Linked DNA regions of Mus musculus: regions 1 and 2 are each linked to region 3. A link is a contact called in public promoter capture Hi-C data. All regions are on one chromosome and are shown on one strand. The core of a region is the stretch at or near the end of the contact, and the rest is flanking DNA. Distances in the headings are between cores, read along the strand shown.

Region 1 (2,936 bases), core at 322-2,821, 570 kb before region 3:
TGGTGAATGTAACCAGCAAAAGGAAAGAATTACAGAATGCTTTTCCTCCTCGGAGGGGAAGAGGCGCCATGTGTATCTAGAATAAAACTAGACAAGGAAAATTCTATGGCAGGAAATCTTTGCAAGAGAAGGTAAGTTCAAAATATAGACGCCCCACCACCACAACCACCACAAAAAAAAAAAAAACAAAAAAAAAAACCACTCCTACTTTAAAATTACAGCAGCAGCAACAATAACAAAAACATATTCTGAAGTAGTGTACCAGCCATGAACAGTACACTCAGCCCCCTGTGAGAACCGACCCACAGCCAACGACGGTGCTTAATGCTGGTGTCCGAGGTCTCCAAGAGGAGCAGAGACTTATGATGCGTGCACTCTGGCTGTCTCTGTTTACTTTCTACATCTTACTTGCCAAGACCTTGGCAAGTAGAAATCACTCAGCAATTCTTCCTCTCTGCCTTGAACTCTGCTCCTACAGAAGGAGGTTCCCATCACATTTATTTATTTATTTATTTTGCTCATGAACACAAGCCTGACTTAACTGTTTCTGGAGATGTTATAAGTTAAAGCCTCAACCTTCAATTTTTAACGGAAAGGCTTTGGTCTACTAGCAAATAGGCTTTCAGCACCAGAGAACAGCAGACTAGTAGAGAACAGCAGACTAGTAGAGAGGTTACCAGAAGCACAGGGTAGCCTTTCACTTGCTACTTGGGCGCCACATCATAAAGAGTCTCTTCTTTTAACCATCATTTATAAAGGCCGTATTAATCCTTAAGAACTCAGTGTTTTTATGTTCTCTTTGCTTCCCAAATCACTTCAAAGTCAAGAACAATTACGTTCCCATAAGTTGCCCCAATTAAAACTTACACGTGAATTTTATGTGAAGGGAAAGCCATGCTTCAGTTGACAGCATAAATGTCATCAATATGAAAATCCTACCTAGGAACAATTATGGCCACAAAAAAAAAGTAAAACAATCACTCTCTCTCCCACTATCATCTGTCAGTATAAACTATGCTATACAAATCAAGTAGCCACTGGGTAAAATACTACATGACCCAAAACAGAAGCAAGGGATCTCTCAGTGATCTATCACAAGTTGTTTCTCAGAAGAAAGAAAAGCCATTTTCATAAATAAGAAACCTCCCCATTTTAAAAAAAAATCAATCTTTTTTTTTCAGTCCCTAGCACTATTTTAAGAACAAACCGTTCCTGACCTGAGAAAGTACTGACACATTCGAATGGAGCCTGCGTGTGGATTGAGAACCCTAGAACACACGTATCATTTGAATGCTATATTTAGTTAGAAATAAATCCATCAACTGGGATGGGATGCATGTGGAAAGTGGGCCTCCCCAGCAAGGCTGCTGTTAACTCCAGTCCCAGGCGATGAGAAAGCAAGCCTAGCGGGGGGGGGGGGGGGGGTAGCCAGGGGAGTGCACAGGAGGGACATGAGCATGTTTTAACGGCTGTGATAATTTGCCATGAAAGGATGCTAAGGCCATAGCTCCTTGCTGCAGCATGCCATGCGCTCCTGAATTAAATTACTGCCATGCAGTCTGCTAGCGAAGGAATGTGTAAACAGGCCATATAGCCTTGCATCAGTCCCAGACTCTTGCACAACGCAAAATGCCTCTCGATGTGTCATTTCCTTCTTGGCCACCTTCCCAGCTCCTGACAGTCAGTCAACAACAGAAAGAAAAGTACTGAAAGAGATTTAAAACTGCTCTTCTAGAGAGCACATTCCACCAAATTCTACCAGACACCAGGGCCAACCTCCACCAGCACTGTTTCCTTAAAGAGAGGGGGTGAGTACGGGAAGGGATCTTCCTGCTGTTACTAGAATTTTAAAATAATATTTTATATAGTAGGGGGCCAAATGACTGGCATCTATACCAATCAAGCTGCTCTTTATAGATGCAAGTTTGCAAATATCAAAATATGGAACTTGCCTGTAATTTCCTTTGCTTGGGGACCTTGGAAAACAGTGAGCAAGCCAGGTGAAAATCTAGTAGTCAAATGCTTAGGGCTGAGGAGACGGTCTGATTAGTAAAGGCCTGCTACACAAACCTGAGGCCTGAGTGCAGAGTTCCTCACACCCGCATTAAAGGCTGAGCACAGCAGTGCAGGCCTGAGGTGCCAGGGCTGAGGTGGAAGACCCGTGAAGATCCTAGGGACTCATCTGCAGACTCAGTGAGAGACCTGGCCTCAGAAACGACATTAACCTTTGACCTTCACACAACGCTCACAAATGTGCATGTAGACCCCACACACTTGTGCTATATGCACACACGCACACACATTCATATGTAAGCATGTACACCCACCACCACACAGTTACCTACACATGTGCATGCAGACACACACACACAGACACACACACATACACACTTACATGTGTACATGCACCCCACACACATGTGTGTACATGAATATGTACACACAGACACAGAGAAAGAGAGACAGACAGACAGATAGACTGACAGGCAGGCAGGCAGAGACATAGAGGGAGAACTTAAGGGCTTTTTATTCATGTTTCTCAGGGAAAACTAGACTTCAGGCTACTGGCATCAGTACAGGGCCCAGGAAATGCCTTCATAGACAGCAGGGATGTAGAGATAGGAAGCTCTCCCAGAAACAGCACATAATCTTAAAGTGTTTCTACACTTCATCCATGTGACACAGCTTACCTGTCCCCGCCCACCTCTGTTCACGAGTGACCAGTCTCTAAATACTCATCCACCATTCCTAAGCAAGCAAAAGTCACGGCCAGCCATCAGAAAAAGCTCAAGAAGGATACAAAGTAATGGCAGAGAAGAAGGGTGAGCCATCCCAGATGTTATCTGGAATGAGGAAGAGAAAGCCTTAACCCTCCAGTCCTCTCCAGCACTTCATAGGCCTGGGGGACAGCCCAGAACCCAATAGAGCTACACAAA
Region 2 (3,298 bases), core at 404-2,903, 720 kb before region 3:
TACCAACAATTATGCAGTAAATCTTGAAGATCTATCTCCCCTCAAACACAGTGTGCTATGGCATATGAGGTTACAAGATGCATAATTAGAGCTCATTCAACTGACAGATTAATGAGGGCGTAGCAAAGGCCAGATAGTAGTAAATTAGGCAGCAACCTCGGGCATTACACGGGCTCCAAACTGTGCATCCTTTGCCGTGTGTTGGCTGTTCTTCGCAGTGTCTGAAATGTCTCTGTTTTATGAAGTGTTTGTTTGAGGAAGCTCAGCGTGGATGCTTTTGTGCTGGCATGCACGAAACTGTCCAACTTCAGAGCCACCTGCATGACACACAGACTCTATCCTCACAGTGATAGGCAAGTTAGAAATATCTTTTATAGCTAGACTTAAAGAGGGGCTGGAGAGATAACTCAGTGGTTAAGAGTACTTGCTGTCTAATCGTGGGGACCAGGGTTCAGATCCCAGCACCCACATAACAAGCCAATCACCTTCAAACATCTATAAGTCCTGCTTCGTGGGAGCTGGTGCCCTCTTCTAGCCTCTACACAAGTAGACATGAGCGCACTTGCACACCTGCACGCACGAATGTGTGTGCATACAAACACTAAACAATTAATTAACAAGCACCTGAATTTTAAAAACTCTTACTGGTATAAACTCTTTTCTCTATAAGTATTTTTTATGAAATGAGGTCTCACTCTATATAACCCAGGCTGACCTAGAACTCACTACACTGTTATCCAACATAGCCTCTATACCCACAGTAATCCATCTGCTTCAGCCCCTCCAACAGTGGAATTACAGGCATGTGTTACTGTGCCCAGCTCCTTGCTGGAAATCAGGTGTTCCCATGGAGAAAACACTTGAAGGATTAACATAGTCTCTCATACGGGAGAGGACAGTTCACCAAAACATATATAACAACATCAAGCAAATCCACTCGGGCTGTGGGGGCTAGACTGATTGATAGATGCAGGTGACGTCACAGGCCTTGATTGACTGATAGATGCAGGTGACGTCACAGGCCTTGATTGGCATAGCCTCAGCTTCTGTACACAACATTTCCCGGAACTCACTAGCCAGAGAGCAGATTTCCAGTATCCCTTTCCTACCTTCCCTTTACAAGTACAATTCTCAGAGTTCTTCTCTTTAATTTCCCCTCTCTTCTGGTTTCTACACCTCTCTTTAAAAATTACACACACACACACACACACACACATATGGTTAAATAAATATATTTAAATGTGTTTATACATGTGTATCTGTGTGTGGGTATATGCATGAATGCAGGTACCCATGATATCCAGAAGAGGATGTCAGACTCCAGGATACAAGAGATGCAGGCAGCTGTGGGCAACCTGACACGTTTCCTGGGAACTCCAGGTCTCTATAGGAGCAGTATGTGCTCTTGATCCCTGAGCCATTTTTCGAGACCCGGCTTCCTGCAACTTTGAGAGTATCTTTCAATCCCAGGTCTTTCTTCGGGCACCAGCTTTCTCCTTGCCTTTGTCTCTAGCCATCCTCCAAATCTCTCAATGAGCTGTTTGCGGACACCCTAAAAGAATACCTGTGCAACTTTAAGATGACATCTCAGTTTCTTCACAGTGAATTTCGATGTCACAGAGGACCTGCCGCCTGGCATTCTGTTTGCGAAGATTCCATTGTTCAATTATGGGAAATGTCTGCTGAATAACCTAGACAGCATAGCAGTGATGCTGTCAATCCCATTAGCCAAGCCAGGCTCCCTCTCCTCAGAGATACTGGAGCTTCATCTTTCTACTCAGATAAGTGAGATGCTGTGTTCCCAGGGGGGACTTGTTTCAGAATTGTTATTCCTCACAGGCAGATGGGATGAGTAGGCTGCTGGCTGATTTTTAGCCACACATATGCACATACATGCATTCATTGGGGGGGTCTCTGTGTCAAGGAAAAGACAGGACACTCTGCTCCTTTCCCTAGAGCTCATAGCTTTCTTCCCCCTGAAACTCACCCTTGGAAGAATTGCCTCTCGAAAGATCCCACAGATGAGACTTGGGAGATATGCAGATCCCACAGCGATGCCCTACAGTGAGCTGGAGATAAACTGAAGGGTGCCTTTAAGGGCCCCAAGGGAAGGACTTTGAGAAGGGAAGAAGGGATGGGAGGTGCAGAGGTGTGTTCCAAGGCTGTTGGGCTCAGAAGGGTCTGCCAGAAAGCTAAAGATCTAAGTCAAGACCTATGGTATCTCCTGCAGGAATCTCCAGGCACCTTGGGAGGATGGACAGTCTGGGCTCATTTGATGAAGAGTCTGCTGCAAGCTCATGGGGACTTGACTTCTGATCCCCAGAAGTCATGTAAAAGCCATGCATGGTGACACGCATCAGGAGCCTCTGATCTAGGAATGCAGAGCTAGGCAGGTCCCTAGGGCTCATTGGCCACCCAGCCACACAAAATAAGTCCCCATTTCAATGAGAGGCACCATCTCAAGAATAAAAATGAGGGGCAGAGCAGTTGAGAATGGCTCCCAAAGTCAACCTCTAGCCTATAACACTAACACACACACACACACACACACACACACACACACACACACACACACCCCACAGAGAGAGGGGTGGTATGTGTACCTCATGACACAAGACAGGATTTATTCTGGAGCAAACAGAGAACAAAGAAGTACCTGCTGTGCCCCACAGGATTTGGGGTCCTTCCTTGGGGTTATATCACAGGGACCATCTTGAAGGCGCACTGCCATCAAATGATGGACAGGCTCCTTCCTAAAGACTTCTATCCAACAGCTTTGTGTCACAGCAAAGCCAAGGTTTATGCAGAAAGCAACTAGTAGCTTGGTTAGAAAAGCCTCGCCTATGCTCTTTTCAGACACTTAGGCCATCTAAATTCCAGGACCCAAGTACAATAAAAATAGCAGAGGTGGGAGCCGTGCCTATGGGAAGAGATCATATCCTAAACTCATCATTAAATTGCCGGGCAGAGTGGGTGATGAAAAGCACCAGAAAATACGATGCTTTGGTGAATTGGGGTCTCATTACTGTTTAATTGCGTCTCCTGTGAAACATTTAGATCTATGGGCAGCCATGGTGGGTGAGAACTCTCCTCTAGCGGCCCCTAAATGACTTCACCTTCACTTTCATTTTGGTAGTGGAGGGAAGCCAGGACATTTGCTAAAATATTTGAATGACGGGGGGTGTGTTTTAAAGCCTGTAAGTGTGAGGCCAGTCACCACAGAGAAAAGAACTTTCTAGAAAGTTAGCACATGTGTTGCTAAGCACTAGGGTAGCCACACAGGAGGTCCAGCCACATT
Region 3 (3,320 bases), core at 253-2,752:
CTTCCATAGGGAACATCAGCAAGGCCAACTTAGGTCAGAGCGCTATTGGGAAGCAGAGAAGGAGCTGCACGTGTCCCTGTTCCACTGTGAAGGAAGCAAAGCCCGGGTTGGCCAGCCTAGGTGGCTAGGGTTCACTCACGAAGCAACAATTCTTTGCAAAGTATATGTCCACATTACTGTGTCAATTCAACGGGAGAGAAGGCTGAAATGTAACGTGTGTGTTTTATACACATGTGTACTTTTAATCTTTGTATTAGTGTCTGGATCCCATCAGTTCTGAACCAGAAGGGTTGGTCTCTCGGCCTTGGCAGGCTCTGCTAGATCTCCACTTCCAAGTTTCTAGCTGTGATAGCTGCTGGTCACTTAACAACCTTCATTTCTAACTAGACTAACTAACTAACTAACTAACTAACTAACTCCTGGCAGAGTCTAGTCAAGGTCCTGTCCCTTGTGTAGCACCCTAGCCCCAGTCTGAGGTGAAAGGATGACTCCAAGCTCCGTCCTTGCGTTGTGTTAGAACCCTGGGTAGACCATGGAGCCTACGATGGGAGCAACTAGTTAGCTGCTACTAGTTAGAGTGGTGGCTTAAAACAGCTCATTTAAACGGAAGGGGACAGGTTCCTCTGTTGAAAGTGCTACCAGTCACCATCTTGTGACTGTAAGTAGAGCCAACACAAGAACAAAAGAGCAGATGGGACAGAGCAGGGAAGCAGCCGGAGCTTAGATCATGCTCCACTTGAAGCCTTGGCTCTGGGCTACTGTGAGATCAAACATCTCTGCTTATAGTGCGAGATGGTGTGAGCTGACTTTTTCCTTGTACCCAGAAGTCTCTCACAGGCACATCTGGAGAGACACACTTTCCCCCACTTCAGACTTCTCTCCTTCAGCCCGATCCTGTCAGAGCCAAGTCAGAGCACACTGAAAGGGCCAAGAGCACACTAAATGCATCCTCTGACCACCACAAACGTCTCTTGTGGTGTCTTAAGATGTTAAAAAGCCGTGCAGGGCCCTGCGGCCTAACTCAGTCCTGCTTCCCATTAGGATAAACACATCCCTCAGTGGAGGGACCCAGAACGGCTCCAGAAATAGTCTGCCCACCAGAGAAAACACATTTTATCTGACAGGCTTCCCACAGCCGTATCATTATCATATAATCTCTTTTATCCACCCCTTTCTCCTGCCTGGAACTCAAATTGCATCTTTAAAATGTCTAAATAGCAGTTTGGTTATCTTCGGGAATTCTATATCAATTCTGAAATGGGAAAATCAACGTCAAAAGCCAAGCTTGAGAGAAGCCAGGGCAAGGACTGAGGGGCGACAGTGTTTTAATATTGTTTTCTGTGAAAAAAGAGGGGGTTGAAAATACTTGACAATAGATGTAACTTTCCATGTCCAAAGGTCCTGCATTTGACTTCAGGATCTTCACCTCCAGCTCAGCAGACCCGGCCTGAGCATCACTGTATGTGGTACTCTGCTGGTCACTGGGCTGTAAATCTTACTCCTGGCATCCTTCTGCCTAGCTGGCATGACCTCGCATGTAGCTGAATGGGGAGGGAGGTTGGCCCTAGGATGAATCAGGCATGGTGCAGAAAGGTGTACCAGGAGAGAAATGAATTGGGGGGGGGGGTGGAAAATGTAAAATGTTACAGCTATTCCCATGAGGCTCCTGGGGCAATCAAAGACAAGCTCAAAATGCATTGAGCTGACCACTTGAAAGGACACATGCCTTGGCATATGGGGATGCTGATGTCTTGGTCCACTACTCGGCTTATGGGGTCTGCCCCAACACCTCCTGCCTCAGTGCCCTGCCAGGATGCGATGTTACTCTTCTTCCCTTCACTGGAAACTTGTCCCCAAGTAACACTTCCTAGGCCTGGGTGACAGACTACAGCGGCAAGGGCTGAGGGAGTCCCGGGAAACCTCTAGGAGGAGATGTAGGGGGCTTTGGATGTTGCCTTTCTAGTATATTCAGAAGCTGAGGTTTGCAGAAGGCGTGGGCAGGAAGACACAGACCCCAACATTAGTGACCTGCTGTGCCCCTATAGCCTCTTGAGTGATGCAGAACAAGATCCTCATGGCCCCACATCAAAGGCCAGCCAGATTTCAGACTGAGTCCCTCTGCCAGTCCAGGCCTGGCTTATTCTGTCACCTCTCCTGCTGGCCTGCTAAGGGGATGGGGATTCAGATCTTACGTAGGTCACTTTAGTGCCTCTGAAACAGATCTGGGAGGTGTAAGGGGTTCAGATCCTCCTAGAACAGGCAGGATTAAGTAGGGCGTGCCATGCCAGGGGGAAGAGCAATGTGGGATGTTCTGGAAAACTGCTGGGTCCCTAAGGTCGCAAGGGTTGTTTGAGCACTCATCTTTCTATAGTTTCCTACCATCTTTCTCTGATGTAGTAAGAGCCACATTCTACAGCCTCTATCAGACCCATGCCTGCTACCAATCTTATTGATATTTCTGTCTGTCTGTTCCCAGGATCCAACAAGATGCAAAATGCACACATGCATACACACACACACACACACACACAGAGAGAGAGAGAGAGAGAGAGAGAGAGAGAGAGAGAGAGAGAGAGAGAGATCACTGCTTACAGATATGTACACAGAGAGAACGGTTCCTTTCAAAAGCAAAATACAGGAGCATATGCAATTGTATTTCCTTCTAGATTTCTGAAATCTGGAAACATCTCAAGGGCTGGGATGTAGCTCAGTGGTTGATCACTTACCGGGCATGGGCAAGGCCAGGGACCACACACATGCACACGAACAGTCATTACCCCAAAACTTACAGTTGAGAAAAGTTTCGACCATCACAAATGAGTAACATATAGGTACAGAAGAACAAGTTCCAGGGACTGAGATTTGGGGACAGTAGTTCTCAAGCCCTCGAGGGTCCTGGGAAGTATTCCCCAGGCTAGCATGTCTGGGCATGGTGTTCCAGACTCCAGCACAAGGACTCTGTGTACAAGCCTGTGCACCATGGCTTCCAGAAGTTCCAATGCCTCTGCTTCAGTCAGACGAGGCAGCATAAAATCTGCATTTAATTGCAAGTGTCGTAAAAAGAAATAATCACACAGAATACCAAGTTAGCATTGAAACGATGCAGCCTTGACTGAGTGCCTGAGCCTGGGACGTCTTTTGACTGAAATTCTTACAAAGCTGTAAACTATAAGTCAGATTTTCTTCAAGAACGTGTCTTCTCTCGTTAGGATGATGTTAGCTTTTAAGAGTGTTCCCAGCCTTTTCTGGGAAAAGGAGATGGAGGTGGAGATGAAGGATATGGAGAGGGGAGGGAGGGGCGGGGAGAAGGAGCGAGGGGG

Evidence for each region. Promoter capture Hi-C pulls out the DNA fragments that hold promoters and counts their contacts.
Region 1: a contact with region 3 is called in a promoter capture Hi-C map of maxillary cranial neural crest. The contact joins two enhancer-like sites. A contact is called at or near these places in 5 of 39 promoter capture datasets (cranial neural crest, frontonasal cranial neural crest, liver and 2 more).
Region 2: a contact with region 3 is called in a promoter capture Hi-C map of liver, with 5 times the contacts expected there. The contact joins the promoter of Runx2os3 here to the enhancer-like site in region 3. A contact is called at or near these places in 8 of 39 promoter capture datasets (the 3T3-L1 cell line, the C10 cell line, cranial neural crest and 4 more).

What each region holds. Positions count from the first base shown.
Region 1 is chr17:44,708,445-44,711,380 of GRCm38.p6, forward strand. All of the region lies in intron 3 of Runx2 (runt related transcription factor 2), which reads right to left. Among named protein-coding and RNA genes, the nearest start is that of Runx2, 27 kb to the right of the region's middle. Within about 2 kb of position 1,572, at least 161 of the 459 cell types and tissues checked have an H3K27ac peak or open chromatin away from gene starts, as enhancers often do.
Region 2 is chr17:44,560,322-44,563,619 of GRCm38.p6, forward strand. It overlaps Runx2os3 (a long non-coding RNA gene), which reads left to right and starts at 1,654. Exons shown (of 2, transcript XR_876810.3): 1 at 1,654-1,785; 2 at 2,231-2,390. It also overlaps a transcript of Runx2 not described here.
Region 3 is chr17:45,276,214-45,279,533 of GRCm38.p6, forward strand. No RefSeq gene overlaps it. Among named protein-coding and RNA genes, the nearest start is that of Gm41582, 14 kb to the left of the region's middle. Within about 2 kb of position 1,503, at least 5 of the 459 cell types and tissues checked have an H3K27ac peak or open chromatin away from gene starts, as enhancers often do.